4 separate regions of the Mus musculus genome follow, and all the other regions are linked to region 1. The links are chromatin contacts, called in public HiChIP or PLAC-seq and promoter capture Hi-C maps. All regions are on one chromosome and are shown on one strand. The core of a region is the stretch at or near the end of the contact, and the rest is flanking DNA. Distances in the headings are between cores, read along the strand shown.

Region 1 (2,855 bases), core at 220-2,719:
GACGTCTCTTTTAACTCTGCTAAAGGGATCCACTATTCATCTCTCTAATGTGCACAGGTATTATCTGCATGTATGTTTCATGTACCATGTGTGTACTGTGTTCCACAAAAATGGCATTTCATTGTCACTCTGGGTGTCTCTTCAGAGGAACAAGTGACTAAGACATCATCATCATCAACAACAACAACAACAAAACACAAGCCAGTCAAACAGAAACGCCCCTCCACATCCACGGGGTACTGGATTCAGGATCTGTTGGAACACCCAAATACAAGGATGCTTAATTCTCTTATAAACATAGTATTAGCCTATAATTTACATGCATCTGCCGGTGTATTTTAACTAATCTTTACTTATCCTACCTAATACATTTAAATCCTAGATACACAATTGCTATACTATATTGCTTAGGAAATAATGACCAAGACATTACGTTTGTACACGTACAGTACATGTCACTACTACAGACCTAACCACATAGCATGAGCACTGGCTGGTTGAAAGCCCAGATGCAGAACTAGTAGTTAGAGAAGACCAACTCTATACTTTCTACCTATACACTGAGAAACAAAAGAGCAAGTCTCAGATACACTAGTTTGCATTCTGTGAGTTTCTCAATGATTTCGGCTTATTTCTCTAACACAGTAAAAAAGAGAACAAATTCATGAGGTTGAAAACGAAGTTATTCTCTCACATATTCATCACGCACACGTCCCAAGCCAAAATGACAACAACGACCCCCTCATCTTCTGTCCAGACAGGATAGATTTATATAAACCTTGGAGTATAATCTCTGCCCACCTTCAGTCCAAGCCTATAGGAGACCCGGATAAGTTATCTCTTCACACCTCCAAACCCCAATAGTTTGTTCTGTAGGGCCGCCAACAGTGAGCTTAAACTGCATTAGCAGATTCTGTGAGCCCAGGACAAGCGTGCAGCGCATAACCTACCTACCTTGGTACCGAGAGATAAGTACACGCGAATCCCAGCACAGTTGGGAGAAGCCCAGACTCCAGAAAGACTCCTAGGTTAGTTCTTTTAAAACACCTAACTTGGCAGTGACCTCAATCAGATTCCGATCTTCTCTCGGATACTATGTCACGCTGCATTCTCACAACTCCCTGCTCATAAGCCACCAAGGTCCCACTAAGTGAAGGGGGTACTTCTAAGGATCTCAGTCCTCCACCCAACGAGTCAGGCCAGAATCTGCGGGCAGCTCTGAGTTCTGCAATGTTACTCTCCCTCCACGAAAGCTCTCTGGAAATAGCTTTGTGCCCGCAGCTCACTCACAGTGAGAAGCAGCGTGCTCCTTTTTCACCGCCTCGTGCTGTCTGGAGGTTGTTACACGGGCGGGCCTCACTCTGCGGCCCAGAAGGACAAGAGGGTGCGGCTTACCTGGGAACCCGGAGAGCTCGCTCAGGTTGCAGCCTGCGACCACGTTCCGCGTCTGGAGGTGATGCAATACTGACAGTGCCAGGCTCAACCCCTCCGCGGCGCCCAATCAGCGTGTGCCATCCAACACCTACAAACAACACGTGTGGCGATTGGTCCGTGCATAACTGCAGAGCAGGATGGGAGCGTCCCTGCAAAGGAAGGAGAAGACGCTCCAGAGCCCTAACCCGGCAAGTCAGTGGCTACTCAATGTGGCAAAGTTTTTGCCTTCTAAGTCTTGGCCTATGAACGAGAGACACCCTTTCGTCCTGGGTCCATATGTCAGTACTCTCTCTCTCTCTCTTTTTTAAAAGGGTTTGTTTATTTGTACACAGTCTCCTGCCTGCATGTATTCGTTGTAAGCCAGAATGGTGAAAGCTTGGGGTTGAACTGGAGACCTCTGGAAGAGCAGCCAGTACTCCTAACCTCCGAGCCATCTCTCCAACCCCAGTATTCTTAAATATATGTCAATATATGTGAATATTATTAAATATATGTGAGTATATTTGAGATCTGGACATTTGACGCCATATAAAATTAGTTTAGACTCAGGGTCTCTTGTATCTCCTGCTGGCTCCGGAACTCCTAAGCAGCTAAGGAATGACCTTGAACTGCAGAACTTTCTGCCTCCACAATGGGAGTTACAGAAATGTTCCATCACGCCTGTTTTTATATGGTGCGGTGGATAAGCCGGCCATTTGTGCACCATAGCCACACACTGCCAACTGAGTTAGATTCCCAGCTGTGATGGCATCTAAAATTTATGCTACATATGAAACTTCTGACAAGTGACTCCCACAATTATTTTGGGAACAGTACATATTAACCTGGAGACTACTAACCATGTGGTAAATGGCAAGAGAAGGGAAGAGGGTCTGACAATAATCTGAACCCTTTATTGAATGTCATTGCAATGGTTCTTTTCATTTCAAAATTTTGCTTATGTATCATTACATATCTACTTAGTACCCTTCGGATCCGGCCTAGAACAAATGAGAACGTTGACACCAGTCTGTGAAAGTAAGTTTTGGCCTTGATAAATTGACAGCGTTAATTAGGTAAATAAGTGCCTATTTTATTAATGACAGAAAAACAAAAACAAAAAAACGGATTTGGCCTAAATGAAGTAGAAATCTCGGCGAGTTTTAGAACATTTTGATAACTGTTGAGTGTTTTATTCAACAGTTCTAGGCCCTATGGTGTCGAAAATTAGATGCAGTGTTTGCCTGTGCTTCTTGCTTTCTTAATTATGAGTATCCTTATTAACCAGAAATATTTGGAGTTTTTAAGCTTTGCATTCTTTAAATTGCCAATTGGTTCACCTCATGTTTATCCTCTGATCAGCGTGCAGAAATAGAACAAAGGTCCCTGCACAAAGTGAAAGAAACTTATGTACCCATAGGTAGTGTAGACTGGACCAGGCT
Region 2 (2,855 bases), core at 130-2,629, 230 kb after region 1:
GTTCGAGGCCAGCCTGGTCTAATGAGTGAGTTTCAGGACAGCCAGGGCTATACAGAGAAACCCTTTCTTGAAAAACCAGGAATAGAGGGAAGGAGAAAGGTAGGAGAGAGAGAAAGAGAATGAAAGAGAATGAATGAGCCACGCTCCACATTCTAACACGTTCTCAGGCTTTGTGTCCAGTTCCCAGCAACATCTCAAAACTACACAGTAGCATCATGATGGGAAATGAGCATGACTCTGACATGTCCTGTTACATCCTCCACGTCCACATATAATGGCTTGCCATTACCACGGAGACTCTGAACTTCCACAAGTATCTCCCCTTCCCAAACCCTAGGAACAAGCAATCCATGTCATTTTCAAAGAGTGCTCTGCACACACAGTCATCACTGGACCCTTTGAGAACTGTTCTGTTGGTCAGAAGTACTCCCCTGATCTATCCATGCAACAAATGCGGTGGAGTTGCAAATGTGATTTCTAACCTAGTACAGTCACATGCTGACAACACGGGGGTTACAATAGTTCTTACCTCAGCAACAGAGCACTGTGAACGTCTTTGTACAGTTCTAGGGCGAGCACAGGTCCTCATTTCTCTAGGTACATCTGACATGAAAACCTGACTACCCAGCAGCCCATCTCAGAGCCACTTCCTAGGCACCAGAACTTTTTTTTATGTTCCCAATGGAATTATTTCAGCCAAGGAAGACAGTCAACAGGATCTAAAAGATGAGGCCCAGGGCCACCAAGCACCAAGGCCTGCGTCTGGCCTGTTAGGACCAAGAGAAATTCCACGTGGGCCCTGTATTATGGTCACCTGCCCCCCCCCCCCCCCCCCCAAGAAACAGTGCAGCCTTCTCTGCTTTAGATCTAAGTTCTGGGCTGCCACTGCTGTGAAGGGGAGAGTAGGGAAACTCTCAGGAAGACATGGGGCTTCTCAATGGGTCTACTCACCTTTGTTAATGCAAAGGCCACTGTCCCATCATCCTCAGTGGACAGATCAAGCAGTTTCTGGTAAAATACTTCATCATAAGGCCCATCTATCTGTAATGTTTTCCTGAAGAAAAAGCACCAAAACCAAATCAGCAGGGTGACAAAGCTCTAAGTACTTTCAGTCACAAATATGTTCTGTATCACACAACGTAGCCCAACAATCACATTGTTTGAAAGGCACCGAAAAGATCTACTGCTTTCTCTCATTAAGCCTGATTCTGCAACATCAAGATCTTCCACAAAACCCAGGGCTGCAGGAGGCTGCGGCTCAGCTTAAGCTGTTCACCAAGAAAAGGCCAATGATGTACAAAAAGAACCCTGCCCGTGAGATAGTGCAGGCCCTAAGCGTGGCAGAGACGGCTAAGGAGCTACACTATGTCAGTGTTCCAGAAGCAGCCTGTGGGACAACACTGCCCTCTACAGGCCAGGCCCTGACATAGGATATCAGAATGGTTGCATTCATACATGCTTTATTTCTAGTGTCTTAGTGACCATGAATCTCAGAGACCCTGGCACACCCAAACAAGGGACTTCCTGGACAGAGCTGGTTGTAGGCACCTCCTAGAGCCAGGTTCTAGGAGCTGTTTTGTTCTGGAGTCAGGCAACCTTGATCCCAGCCTAGCCTAGCCTCATAGCTTCCTCTGGTGCCAGCCTCACCTCTCCTCAGGAAACTCCTCCAGGTATTGCTCAACCCGTTTGTACAGAGGGTAGAGGCCTTCGATGTCCAGCTGGTCCAACATCTGCACCTGGAGGGTTTTGTACAGAAGACAGCCCTTCGGTAACCCCGAGTGCTCTGAGGTGTTTTTTCCTACCAAGAACATCAGGGGAGAACGAGAGCAGGTTTATTATCAACTCTTGAAGACTGTGGAGGGAGACCCAGGCCTGCACAGACAGCAGAGCTCACTCTGGGCAGCACGACGAGGCCTACAGGCTCCAGCCTAGCACTGAGGCAGATTTGCACACCTCACAAAGGAGCAAGGCTGACTGACCTCAGACCACCCTCAGGACCCAGTGGCTCTACACACACACACACACACACACACACACACACACACACACACACACAAAAGATAGAGACAGCGTCTCTCCCTTTGGCCCTGGTCTGTCCAAACACCAACTCAGAATACCCTTTAACTCCATCACATGCCCTAGAAGTCACTTTATATTTAAAATTAACGGTAATCCTACATGAGATAAAGGTCAGAACTACAAGAAAACCATTCAGACATTCTCAAACCCTCATAGACCAATTGGGGTTTCCAGAGTCAAAAAACATTAAGTCCACACAGGGGCAAGATCTGGCTGCCACAGGAAAAGCTAAACATACAGAGCCATGGACTGTGGTTAGGACCTTGGCAAGGTCCCATCCGTCCCCTCTGGGACAGATGAAGAAGCAAAGCTCCATCCTTCACTCATGCACTCACAATGATGTGTACAGTGCCTTCTCAACCGAGCCTGACATCCCTGACCATCTCTCAGAATCCACTAAAGGCAAAAACGGGAGAGGGAACAATGTATACTCAAGCAGCACTCCAGCTAGACATTCGCAGCCACATAACATGCCCTGGGTCAAGATAGCAGGAGACGAGTGAGGTAACCCAATCACAAAGGAACTCTCACAATATGTACTCACTGATAAGTGGATATTAGCCCAGAAACTTAGGATACCCAAGATATAAGATACAATTTGCTAAACACATTAAATTCAAGAGAACGAAGACCAAAGTGTGGACACTTTGCCCCTTCTTAGAATAGGAAACAAAACACCCATGGAAGGAGTTACAGAGACAAGATTTGGAAGTGTGACGAAAGGATGGACCATCTAGTGATTGCCATATCCAGAGATCCATCCCATGATCAGCTTC
Region 3 (2,855 bases), core at 179-2,678, 220 kb after region 1:
GTTCTAGTTGTTTTATTATGCTGTATTTGTGCACTTTGAATTATGAGGTTTAAAAAAAATTCCATTGTTCAGGCATAATCTTCTGAAGTCAGGATAAACTGACATCTGCGGACATCCGGACTGCCCATGGGATTGCCCTGTTCATTGGCTGCTGCAGGAACTTAGTTGAAGGGGAGGTGATGTTATGGTATTGAGCCACTGTAGCTGAAGCATAGTACAAGGCAGGCTGCCTGTTAAAATACAGCCCCTCTGTACTCCATCAGCCAGTGCCATAGTACTAAGTGTCAAATATGAGCCGGGCTGGATATCAAATGACCAGCGTGCACACACACACATCCATTTATCTATCATAAACACCAGGGCTTAGGGTTTTGCTTTTTGGGTTTTTTCCCCCTCATGCAAATTCTACCATGTGGCACACAGCTGAGTAAACTCATGGCTGCAACCTTCCTCAGTGGCCCTCAGGCCCAGCGTTCTGGAGAGCCTGGGGCCCTAGAGTGGAGGCACTAACAGCTGGTTAGTATGCATGAGGCCTCTCTAACAGCCACCTCCATAACACAGCCTTCCTGATGACATCTGCAGACACACAGGCTTCTATTGTCCTCTCTACACCAGAGCCCCTGGTGACATGAAGAACACACCTGTGCATGAGACAGAACATGTCCAAGATTGTCCTTCCAGGGCCTGGCCAGAGAGAGGTGTTTCCCCTCTCTGGGCTTTGGCTTGACTGATGGAAGAATGAGACCTATGTTTCCATATCAGGTGGACAGTTTCTGATGAACCTTTTGTTCTCTTACTGGTTTTCATGGAATACACTTTGTAAGTCAGGGACCATAATTAACTCTTTCCTGCCTGCTTAGTCTACTTCCTTATCAAAGTCGAATATAGTGAGAACTCAAATTTCCTGTCACTCTTAAACCTAGCTGATCCCCAGCTTCAAGAACAGTGCATAGTCTGATTATTTTTCAGAGCTCCTCTGCCTTCCCCCCAGTCTTCTATGCCCTTGTCATTAAGAATAACACTTTATTAGTATCTATAATAAGAAGATAGCTGTTCTTGGGGGTCCACCCAGGCTGTCAGCTTTTAGTTCCTTCCTAACTGTCCACTGTGTTCCGGAGTTGAGGTGACCAGGCAAAGAATGAAGCTGGAAATGCAGCAACCTTAACTTAGTGCAGGGGAGCCCTTGCAGTCTTAGCTTTCCAGAAGCATGGGGTTGAGTGGCTGCCCTCTGCCCAGTGTCAGCATTTCTGTCTTTGTCATTAAAAACTAAGTAAACTTTTTAGTGAAAGCATCTAATTTGAGCCTTCCTTTTGCTCATTCGATAGTATGGCCCAGGGAGTGGAAATCAGCTCCCTCCTGCTTGGAGGCCAAGCCTCAGGCCCCGCCTTGGAGCCAGCCCAAGCCCCAGTACTCCCTTGAGTCTCATGTGCTGCCGCCAGGCAGAGTCTGGAAGCCGAAATGCCACGTTCACACACACTCCTTTACATTCTTCGAACAGTTGTTAATAATTTAGAAGAGTCTGAGGTTTTAACATCAACCAGCACTTTCCACTGAAATCACTTAGGTATACATTTTCCTTCTAAAAACTTGTTTTGCTGAAATTAGTAATTATCTGTAAAGTACACCAGCCCACCCCTGCTTTGGAGCCTGGATGTGTTCTTTGTTGGTGGCTACATGCAGACGCTGGCAGCCTTGGCTTCCCATGTTAGCAGTAGCTTTCCAAGGGGGAGTATTCTCTGAAGGGTAGTGATACGTATTTGTCCCCCTGGAACTTTCTTCGATGAGCCCAAACTGCTTTAATCTAGCCAGTCTCTACACTCGCAGAAGGCTCTGCCCCCAGCCTCAGCCCTACCTCAGGGGCAGCTGCCCCTCAGTCCTTGCGTGACTTAGGCCACCCCTGGGAAACATGTCTTAAGGCACTGAGAAGATACACGGAAGGATCTTTCAAAGATCAGCCTTGAGGCCTTAAAATCTTGTGGTGAGGTCAATCTCAAGTCAGTAGTTTAGTCTATAAGCCTATCATCTATTTTGCACAAGCGAAGACAAAAAGTGGTCATCTGTTGTATTTGTCTTCTGATCAGATACTTGGAAAACAAACTTTGCTGTCATGGTGATATAAATGCATGACAGTTCTGATATGCTAGAGCCTCCTAGATCCTATTGTGGACAAGCATGGAGGCATGCCCGGAGCAGTCATTCATACTGAGGAAACCGTATCTGCTTATCTGTGACACTCACCCCATTTCTGTTCTCTACAGACAGAACACTGCATCCAGGACAGGTCTCACCATGAAGCTGACTCTTAACAAACCACATGCTTTGCCCTATCAGAGTGGGAGCCTGGTACCTCCACTGTAGTTGGGCACCTGGGTGGGGGCTAGCCCATGTCAAGGACAAAAAGCTTATCTGCGTGAGCTGTGAGGATGGACGGGATCCGTACCAATAATGGCATGTGTGACACTTCCATCTCAGGTGCTAAAGTGTTTCTCTTGGCTTTCAGGATGCTACTTCTAGAGGGATCTGACTGTAACATTTTCACATACAGGAGAAATACCCAGATACTGTATACCTCTTGGAGGGTACCTGTTCCCACTGCATGGAGATCCGCAGTACCAGACAGCCAGGGTAAGTCTGTGCATCTCGATACCCCTGGAACCAGGACTGTCCATAAGAGAGGCTAAGAAGCTACCTGAAGAGGACTAAAGAGTATCCAGTGGAGATGTGGGTGGCATCACAGGAGAAACCACCAACAGTGGGCAGGTAGACTGCTGTATAACCATGAAGGAAGGACAGTATCCATGGCTGGAGGATCTAAGTGCTGGCCTGGGGTTCAGAAAGAGACACTTCCCCTCAGG
Region 4 (2,855 bases), core at 173-2,672, 140 kb after region 1:
AACGAGGAACAGCAGCTTGGATACTTCCACATGAGCTGGGGCTTGAGCTCCAGCTGCTCCCTCAGTCAGTCAGTCAGTCAGTCTGTCTGTCTGTCTGTCTGTCTCTCTCTCTCTCTCTCTCTCTCTGTGTGTGTGTGTCTGTGTGTGTCTCCCTCTCCCTCCCTCCCTCCCTCCCTCCCCCTCTCTCTCTTCCTCCCTGTTTTCTTTTCTCTCTCTCTCTCTCTCTCTCTCTCTCTTTCTCAACATAATGATTCTTGATTGGATTACAAGAAAAATTAAAAAGCATGCTACTTTTAGAGCAATTGATAAGATACACAGAAACCCCTCAGGTTCTTTGTGACTTTGTGACTCAGTCCTTATAACATGTGGCCACTGTTTTACTGGCTGCCACTCCTCTGAACACATGAGCATGAAAGAATACTATGTTCCATTTAGATAACTGGAAGAAAAGTGGTGAAAGCATTATTAATTTTTAAAATCTAAGATATATAATAATATACTTTGTAAAAAATAAAACGTACTTTGTGAAAGAACAAAGGAAATCTTTGTGTGTTAGTCTAAGTATGAGGTTTATGAAAAGAAGTTTCTATTTTTCATATGAAATATAAACCTGGTTAAACTATTGCTGATAGGTATTCTTTCTTGAAATTATGTTGATTTCTGTTATAATTGCCCAGTACTTTTTCATTGTACAATAAGACAATTGTCAAGAAAAAAGTACAGGTTTTCAGTGGTAGAGATAAAAGTGGTATCATAGATTTACATAGTTAAAAAACTTTCATTTAATATATCTAATATGTTCAAACTTCATTAACATTATTAAAGTAATATTGTTTTCCTAAAAGGTTGTATAAGTTGTCTACTTTTTAAAATCAGTCATGTTAATATGATAAAGCATTAGTGAAAGTTTTTTACTTTGTTTTCAAAATGCATAATATTTTAAATAACTTTATTATAAGACATAAAACTAAAGTAATTTTAGTTACAAAATTCACAGAGTTTTTTATATAATGCTAAGGAACTACATACTTCTGGTTTAAATTTTACCGTATAACTCACACATGTTTATTAGTAGTATTAGTGCTTTCTTAGTTTAACAATAAAATAATTGTATACTGGTATGTGTAATACAGACATGAAAACCTACCTTGTCAGAGGAGAGAAGTTTTCTTCAAAGTAGAATTTATCCACCCTGTACTACTTAACTGCAATGTAAGTATCCTCAAGACTCTTCAAGAAGAAAAAATAAAGAAGTGTTACATTTAAAGAAAAGAAAAAAAGAGAACAAAAATCCAGCCCTCCTACCAGCCTCTGTGTGGCTGCTCCTGGGTGATACTGGAATAAACTGCTTCCACAGATTAGTCCATGTTAGTACTGAAGAGCGAGATTAAAACTTGTTACTGCTCATATGTTTTCCATCACTGTTTGTACCATAGCCAAAACTTCTAGCTAAACTCTAGACGTCTACTGGAAGATTTGGAAGTTAAAAAAAAAAAAGCTTAATAATTCATGGCAACTGGCCATTGAAACTGTAGTCACTGTAGAAATACGTGATTTGAGAATACTTTATGAAACTCTAACATAAATGAATACCTATAAATTAATTTCAGAAATCACTCACTGTTTATAGGCTAATAAAACAATTACCAATCTTAGTAAAAAACACCCATATTATATGTTTACCCAAAGTCTACATGTACCTAAGTAGCCATGACTTTGTTTTCTTATAGTGATTGAAGCTATTATGTTAAGCAGATGTCTCAAGCCTTTGGGGGGGGGGTAAGCTTTTAACCCCACAATAGACTTCTTTGGGAACTGCAAGCCAGGCCCTTTAAACTCTTCCTGGGCCTGCGTCTGTTGTGGTACAGATAACTAAGCAGAGTCAGGTAACTCCACCTTTCCTCTGCAAGAGTCTCAGCTCCCTTCTCACTAGTGTTCAAGAGATGCCATTCTTCAAGAAGAAAATCATTTCCCCCTTTCCACTCCAAGAGATTACCCAGCCCCACATCCTTGAAGCACAGAATCCTGTAAGAACGGGCGGTTTATTGACCCTAAGGGGAAATACTCAGTTGGTACAGAAGGTATCTAGTGAGTTAGCAGAAATCTAGTTTCTCCAGTCAAAAAGTATCATCTATGGTTCCCACCGCAAAGAAATGGCACAAATCAAGCCAGTTACAACCATAAAAAATTTGTGTCTCACACATGTCAGGGAAGCTTAATTAGGGATTCATCCTCTCCTTCCTTAGGTAAAGAACTCATCTTTTAACCTCAAGTCTGATGTCACAGGCAGCTTAGCACTCCTAGATATCCCGTTATTTGCATCTCAAGTGAGCTGCAGCCCTCTCAGCAACATCTTATTTGGAGTTAGATGTTCATGCTCTGTTATGCACTTATGTTTTAGTTGTAAATGTGTCTGCTAACTTGATGCATTGGAAACAGGATGAGATTATGAACTGTAGTTTATTAATCCTTGTGCCCAGAGCAGCCAACCTCTGCCTGAATTCTATCAGTGCATAGACATAAAAAGGAAGGTCATGAGTGAAATTCAGTTTGTCCTACACAATGACAGGTTTTATATTTTAATATTTTATTAAAACATATTCAAAGAGGTAAACATACCATAATGGTACAGCTCAATGAGTCCTAATTCTTGATCAAGAATCTGAATCCCTCTCCTCTTCCCCGACAAAGATAATTCAGCATCAGAGCTTACTTTTGAGCTTTGTTCACGCGCCATCACATAATACATTCTTCATGTGTCTTATCTTTTTTTATCCAACACTAAGGTTTTGAAAGTTACCTGTGTCCACATTCTTCATGTGTCTGTTTTTCTTCATTCAACATTATGGGTTTGA

What was found. Promoter capture Hi-C pulls out the DNA fragments that hold promoters and counts their contacts. HiChIP or PLAC-seq counts read pairs in DNA pulled down with a chosen protein or histone mark. Capture Hi-C pulls out chosen DNA fragments and counts their contacts.
Region 2: a promoter capture Hi-C map of neural stem cells shows a contact between it and region 1. The contact joins the enhancer-like site here to the promoter of Iars in region 1. A contact is called at or near these places in 8 of 39 promoter capture datasets (the C10 cell line, the HPC-7 cell line, HPC-7-derived erythroid cells and 4 more), 1 of 484 Hi-C or Micro-C datasets (the HPC-7 cell line), 15 of 115 datasets of contacts at active chromatin or transcription factors (the 230-238 cell line, the SCID.adh cell line, bone marrow-derived macrophages and 9 more) and 4 of 9 other capture datasets (adipose tissue, embryonic stem cells, liver and 1 more).
Region 3: an H3K4me3 HiChIP or PLAC-seq map of craniofacial prominence shows a contact between it and region 1, with 2.9 times the contacts expected there. The contact joins the enhancer-like site here to the promoter of Iars in region 1. A contact is called at or near these places in 3 of 39 promoter capture datasets (hematopoietic stem and progenitor cells, neural stem cells and second pharyngeal arch cranial neural crest), 10 of 115 datasets of contacts at active chromatin or transcription factors (the 230-238 cell line, the SCID.adh cell line, bone marrow-derived macrophages and 6 more) and 3 of 9 other capture datasets (adipose tissue, liver and pancreatic islet).
Region 4: a contact with region 1 is called in a promoter capture Hi-C map of adipose tissue. The contact joins the promoter of Aspn here to the promoter of Iars in region 1. A contact is called at or near these places in 4 of 39 promoter capture datasets (the HPC-7 cell line, cranial neural crest, maxillary cranial neural crest and 1 more), 1 of 115 datasets of contacts at active chromatin or transcription factors (pancreatic cancer cells) and 3 of 9 other capture datasets (adipose tissue, liver and pancreatic islet).

Annotation. Positions count from the first base shown.
Region 1 is chr13:49,680,744-49,683,598 of GRCm38.p6, reverse strand. It overlaps Iars (isoleucine-tRNA synthetase), which reads right to left and starts at 1,469. Exons shown (of 34, transcript NM_172015.3): 1 at 1,396-1,469.
Region 2 is chr13:49,448,180-49,451,034 of GRCm38.p6, reverse strand. It overlaps Ippk (inositol 1,3,4,5,6-pentakisphosphate 2-kinase), which reads right to left. Exons shown (of 13, transcript NM_199056.4): 10 at 1,648-1,798; 11 at 952-1,054. Among named protein-coding and RNA genes, the nearest start is that of Ippk, 28 kb to the right of the region's middle. Within about 2 kb of position 1,379, at least 60 of the 459 cell types and tissues checked have an H3K27ac peak or open chromatin away from gene starts, as enhancers often do. A contact at or near this core is called in adipose tissue, forebrain and neural stem cells, where this site is marked.
Region 3 is chr13:49,465,449-49,468,303 of GRCm38.p6, reverse strand. Cenpp (centromere protein P) reads left to right here. Exons shown (of 8, transcript NM_025495.3): 6 at 2,546-2,625. Among named protein-coding and RNA genes, the nearest start is that of Ecm2, 38 kb to the left of the region's middle. Within about 2 kb of position 1,428, at least 62 of the 459 cell types and tissues checked have an H3K27ac peak or open chromatin away from gene starts, as enhancers often do. A contact at or near this core is called in adipose tissue, craniofacial prominence and second pharyngeal arch cranial neural crest, where this site is marked.
Region 4 is chr13:49,543,010-49,545,864 of GRCm38.p6, reverse strand. It overlaps Aspn (asporin), which reads right to left and starts at 1,422. Exons shown (of 8, transcript NM_025711.3): 1 at 1,148-1,422. All of the region lies in intron 5 of Cenpp (centromere protein P), which reads left to right.